Linked DNA regions of Mus musculus: region 1 is linked to region 2. A link is a contact called in public Micro-C data. All regions are on one chromosome and are shown on one strand. Each heading gives the region's core, a stretch centred on a gene start, on an enhancer-like site or on the middle of the called end of the contact. The rest is flanking DNA. Distances are from core to core; before and after follow the strand shown.

Region 1 (3,134 bases), core at 543-3,042, 52 kb before region 2:
AATGACTCATTGCAATGAACATTGCAAATGAAGACAGAGACATAAGACAAAACAGTAAACTGTGTGATACACTGTGACACACTACAGCTTCCATGAAAAGATGCTTTTGTTTGTTTGTTTGTTTGTTTGTTTTCTTTTGGGGAGAGGTGCAAAGGTGGAGGGTGGATACAAAGGGATGGGTAAATGAGTGGGATGGGGTTTATGATGTGAAACTCAAAAGAATCAATAAAGACATTTTTTGTTTTTTAAAAAAGAAGACAATCTCAAAGAAAGAAAGAAAGAAAGAAAGAAAGAAAGAAAGAAAGAAAGAAAGAAAGAAGGAACGAAGGAACGAAGGAAAAGAAGTTAAAGAAAATGTTCTACAGACATACAAATCAGCTGGATTGAAGCAATTCCTCAATTAATGTTCCCTCTTTCCAGGTGACTCCAGTTTGTTTCAAGTTGACAAGAATTAGGCAGGCATTAGTGACATAGGAAGAATGGCATCAGCTGAAGAGTCACTGCTTGTGGGAGGCTGTGGACGTGGACAGGTCACCTGGCTAGGACCATCAAACGAACCCAATGTTCAATCAAAGCACTTACAGGGGGCTCCATCAACAATTATCTAAACTGCAAACAGCTCAAGCTAAGCTAAGCTTATGTGCTAAGCTGTACATAACTGATTGACTGGTCAACTGACTAAGCTATGGACAATTAAGTTGTTTTCCACGCTTCATTTCCATTTTTCTATAAAGGCTGCAGGATCACTTGGCTGGAAGTTCTCAGAGCCTTCTATGGCTCTGGGAACTGCCCAGTTCACAAATCATCTTTGTTTTTGCTATGCTTTCCCCAAATAAACAGTACTAAATTGAGTTGGTCTACAGCATTGTCCTTTTAACACTGAGGGGTTCCGGCAGGAGACAATGATTCGAATATGGATTTGAACACAGAAATGAAGACAAGACTCCAGAGATACTTAGGAACTATGGTTTGCATATTAAAAGAAGATGGTGAATAGGAATAGAGAATCTTATGGTAGGATGTATAATGGTCCTCAATGGTATCAAGTCCTAAAGCTGGAACCTTTAAATGTTATTTATATCATATACAAATGATCTTTATAAGGGCAGATTATCTCAGAGTATCTGGGTAATATTCCAATATTGAGATACTCTCACAAGCACTTTCATAAAAAATAGGCAGGGACACTGATGAAGAAAACAAATTAATATAGAGCAGAGATTCTAGTGATGTTACCACAAGCCAAGGAATGCTGGCTGAGGCTAGAAAAGACAGCCTACTTCACAACAGTCCCCAGATGGAGAACCGCTGTACCAGCATCTTGATTCCAGACTCGGATCTCAGAGACTGTGAGAACAAACTTTCTACTAATTTACTATCATATAAAAAGTTACAGCAGCCACAGAAACTAATGCAGAGCTAGAGTAAAATATAAGTCAGCTTTGTAACTAGAGCAAATAGGTAGAGAAGAGCCTTTCACAGTGATGGGGAATGCTGAGGAGGAGGTAGGATATGGGTTCAGCCAGAGATGTCTATGTTAACATAGTTGAATGCAAAAGGATGGAGCTGAAGACCAAAATCTAGGCTAAAATCTGAAGTCTGTAAGTCATTAGCAAAGCAGTGTAATGGAGGCCATATTAATAGCTAGAACACTGGGAACAAAGGAATAGCCTGGGTTTTCTCAGTCCTGGGAGCAAGTTTGAGTCATAAGGGCAATTCTCCACTCATCAGCGACTGAGTGAATACCCTTCCCAGAGAGGCTAATTAGCTTGGTCTTTGCTGTACCTACCCCTTTCTGGAGCTTAAAAAGCCTCCCAGGTGGTATTAATATGCAACTCAGGTCAAGAACCACTGTTCAGGAAGTGGGAGGACAGCATACCACAAATGCCTCTGGCCATGACTACCTTAAAAAAAAATTGAGATTTTTTTTTTGAAGTGTGACTCCCAGGCCCACACATCAGCAACAGCTGGGAACTTGATGGAGCATGAAGCCCAGGCTTCCTGCCAGACCAACTCAGAAACTCTAGAGGTCCAGCCCAGGAAGACTCATGGTGACAAGCCCCGCATCTGAAAAGCACCAGGGTGATCGGAGAGGAGCCTTTCCCCGAGGAAGGAGTGGGAGCGGTTAACAGTGTTCTCAGAGACCCACGAAAGCAGGATGTTCCCACCCAAAGCGGACAGTGCTTCTTGGTAATTTTTCTGATTCTTTTAAGGGAATAACGCTGCTGGCTTTGAAGAAGAGCTGTACCCCGAAAGCAACTACAGAAATACACGTTCAGGTCTAGGCATAAGGGCTGCAGCAGCTCAGGAAATAATAGTAAGAATTGACAAGAGAAATGATCTGAAATTAAAAAGCTTCTGCCTGGCAAGGGAAACAATTAGCTGGGCAAAGAGACAGCTTCCAGAATGGGAGAAAATCGTGGCCTGCTATGCATCTCCAAGGGGATTAATATCTAGGCTATATAAACAACTCAAAGAAAAAAATCAAAGACAAAACACGCAATCAATAAACAAGCAAATGAAATGAGCAGACCCTTCTCAAAGATGAAGTGCCAATGGCCAATAAATACAAGAAACAAATGTTCAGTATTCTCAGCCCTCGGGGAAATGCAAGTTGCAACCACATGGATTCCAATCTCATTCCAGTCAGAATGGCCATCACTGAAAACAAAAGGTAAGACAAATTCTGCTAAGGATCCGGGGAAATAGGGCTTTCATTCACTGCTGGTGGGAGTGAAAACTAATGCAGCCATGATAAATTGGTAAGAAGTTTCTTTAAAAATATAAATAAATAAATTAAAAAAATAAAAATACAACTACTATTTGAGCTGACTGTCTCACTCCTATAAATACACCCAAAGGCAGCTAAGAAATGCCTGCATATCCATGTTTATTGTGCACTATTCAGGATAGCTACGCTACGGATCCAGCCCAGGTGTATATCAGCAGATGTATGTATACACAGTGGAATTTCAGCCCTAAAGAGGAATGAGATTATGACATTTGCAGGCAAACACATGGATGTGAAGACCAGGAAGTTAAGTTAAATAAGATGGATGAGGAAAAATGGACCTCGGGTTTTCTCTTATAAGTAGGACCTACATTTTATGAATATTCGTGTACAAGGAAGACCC
Region 2 (2,996 bases), core at 403-2,902:
CCCTCTTTAGACATCTCCCTACTTGTACTGAAAAGAAAGAGTGACTTTCAACAAGGTGCTCAGCCTCTGAAAGTCACCCCCAAGGGGGAAAGTGTGCTACTCTTGGGTACTCCTTGAAAGGGAAGGAACTGATGTGCAAGGGTGGGGGGGGGGAAGCAATGAAACACCCTGGAAGGGGCGCATCCCTCCTCTGGGAAAAAGACAACTGCTGCTGGCACTCAGAGGAGACCCCTGAAGAACTTGTCCCCCACCTTACCACGCTGTTTCCGTATCCTGTCAGCAGGCAGGGCATAGAGGCTCTCCCTGCAGGTGAGAGCTTGTCCTGAATCACACCACTACCACCAGTACCACCACCAACAACAACAACAATAAAAATAAAAACAGCAACAAAACCCAGCAGGCCTCCTGCAGAGACCACTCCCTTTAGCCTGTTCCTCAATGAAGAAGTGTGGGGAGCTCCCTAGACCTTCACACCTTGGCCTGGGAGAGACACGGGAACTACACTAAGGGAACTACTAGCTCCTCCTTGGAGTTGTTCTGGAGGACAACCGACTGGGCATCTCTGTTTATCTACAGGTGCTTCCCAAACAGTAGGGCACTGCATTGACATTCTCAACGCCTCTGACAAGCAACCTCTAGGACCCTTCACTAACCAAAGGACGATCTGGCTTCTTCTGAAAAGTTACATCCAGTGTGTGTGTGTGTTGTAATCTAGTTCTAGTAAAACTTAATGAATGGGTTCTTCCCTCTTGACGCAGCAGGGCAAAAGGTAACGGTAAAGTGAGCTAAAAGGGTCTGAAGCAGGGAAATCGTTCGGTATGGGGTGGGGGGGAGGAGCATCTCCCTTTGTGGGAAGTGTATTTTTCTAGAAGGCCTTTTGATCATGATAGGACTCCAGGGGTTTATTGATTAGACCAGAAAAGAGCACGAGCTAAGGGGATGAAGCACGTACAGTACCAGCCACAATGTGGGTACTATGCCTGCTCTTGGAAGTAGAGCAGGTACTACGGGGATCCCTGGGTTCTAGCCATGACCTCAAACAACTCGAGAGTTCCATGCTCCCGGGCTTGGGTCTATAAATGGACAGAGATGACCGCCCATAGAGAAGGTGGTGTTGTGCAGGCTGAGCACCTCGCCCACCAATTGCCATGAACATCGCTGGTGAAGTTGGCCCCTCTTGCCCATTTCTTCTCCCCTCCTCTCTTCCACTTCCCCTTTCAATTCGTCAACTGCTGAAGCGTAGCCCAGAGGATACCGCCTCCTCGCAGCGCGCCGGAGACCGTCCCCAAGGTGCTAGTCTTTGTGTCGGGAAAACTTTGAGAGGAAGCGAGGGCGCTGGACAAAGAGCGAGCGACGCTAGGCGTTTGCCAAGCAGCCCCGGGTGCTCCGAGTTGTCTGGCTCAGCTCAGTCTCCGGGTCGCTTTCGATGGCCGGAGCCCAGCCTTCCTAGGCCGGGAGTGGCAAGCTCCCTGAGCCCTCTCGGGCAGGAAAAGCAAAGGCGGGTGGGTGGCCGCTAGAGTTAGTGGGAGGAGACCAGGCAAGGCGCGGAGCAAAGCTGTCAAACTGCGCCTGGAGCCCAGTGCGGGGCGGGGGGGAAAGGGGGGGGGGAGAAGGAGGGAGGGGAGGGGAGGGGCGGGCAGGAGCGGAGAGAGAGCGAGCGGGCTCGCCGCGCCAGAGCAACCCTTGTCTGTTGCTGCTGCTGTCGCCTTGGCCGCCGCCGGCCAGGACTCGCCCGGAGCGCAGGGTGTGTGCCCTGCTGCGCGTGGAGCGCGGAGGCTCCTTCAGCCCCAGCTCCTCGCCCCGGCCCGCGCGCGGGTCCCGGAGGGCACCGACCCCACCATGCAGCTGCAGTTCCGGAGCTGGATGCTGGCCGCGCTTACGCTGCTCGTGGTCTTCCTCATCTTCGCAGACATCTCAGAGATCGAAGAAGAAATCGGGTAAATAGCCTCCCTGAGCCCGTGCCCCATCCCCGGCGGGATCTCTTCTTCCCCTGGGCTCCTTACTCCCCATCCGCTTTGTGTGCGCCGCGCCCCCCTGTCGCTCAGCTGGAGGGATAGTGCCGGCGGTTTGGGCTGGGGGTGGCAGTGTCAGGGGCCCGGGACGCTTTAGGGAGTGGATGATGGGGGCGCGGCTGCCGAGGGGCGTCCCCGGGCGGGGTGCACGGGCAGCTGTAGCCGCGCGGCGTGGGGAAAGCGGACTCACCCACCCTGCTCCCTGTCCCCTAGTCCCTTCCCCCGGCGTGTGCGCGCGCGGTGTCGCCGGGGTCGAGGGAGGGCGCCGGGGAGTGTCTCGGGCGGGTAGAAGGACGGAGAGTGGAGGCAGGCAGGAGTTTCTTTGTCTCCGGCTCGGCCGTTTTCTCGCCTTGGCAAAGTGGGCAGGGGGCGCGCGGGGGATCTCTGAGCTGGGGGAGGGGAATCCCCTGGCGGGAGATGAGTGGGAAGGGCTCCGTACCGACTCCTGGGAAGGGGAATGTGCCCTGAACACACCGGTACGCACCCACGCCTCCCGCCGGCCAGCCCAGGATCCGGGCGTGGGGGGTAGCACCGCTAAAGGTGTGGCGCGCGGTGCTGGAGACCAGGGCTCTCCCCTGGCTTTGGGTGCTCTGACAACCCTGCGACGGCCCCAGGCAACCCCAGGTTGCTGAGCGCTCACAGCCGGCGCCAAGACCCGGGGAGGTTGTCGGAAAGTCTCCAACGCCGCCCGGTGGGCTTCGGGGTCCCCAGGAGCGCGCGATCTCAGCTTGTCCCTATCTCTTCAGAGGTAGGCGGGACCACACCTCCAGCTGTGCCTGGTTCGGGACTTCTTGGAATGAGCTGTCTAACTGAGCTGGGCTCATCAATCAGGGTGTCCCGTGGGCTGAAGCTGGCTCCCGATCCTACAGTCTTCTGCACGCGGAGCCCGACCCATGTCCGGAGCCTCCAAACCGTGGTGGAACATGTAGGAAGGCAGCAAGGCTCTGAGGTGGCCTTCAGTAAAAGGGTGAGGTCCCTGAGAGC

What was found. Hi-C and Micro-C count contacts between places; a contact is called where the count stands out from the background.
Region 1: a Micro-C map of muscle stem cells shows a contact between it and region 2, with 4 times the contacts expected there. The contact joins the enhancer-like site here to the promoter of St8sia2 in region 2. A contact is called at or near these places in 6 of 484 Hi-C or Micro-C datasets (cortical neurons, muscle stem cells, myocytes and 1 more) and 1 of 9 other capture datasets (pancreatic islet).

The regions. Positions count from the first base shown.
Region 1 is chr7:74,064,434-74,067,567 of GRCm38.p6, reverse strand. No RefSeq gene overlaps it. Among named protein-coding and RNA genes, the nearest start is that of St8sia2, 52 kb to the right of the region's middle. Within about 2 kb of position 1,792, at least 26 of the 459 cell types and tissues checked have an H3K27ac peak or open chromatin away from gene starts, as enhancers often do. A contact at or near this core is called in muscle stem cells, where this site is marked.
Region 2 is chr7:74,012,338-74,015,333 of GRCm38.p6, reverse strand. St8sia2 (ST8 alpha-N-acetyl-neuraminide alpha-2,8-sialyltransferase 2) reads left to right here and starts at 1,652. Exons shown (of 6, transcript NM_009181.2): 1 at 1,652-1,937. The coding sequence starts at 1,840.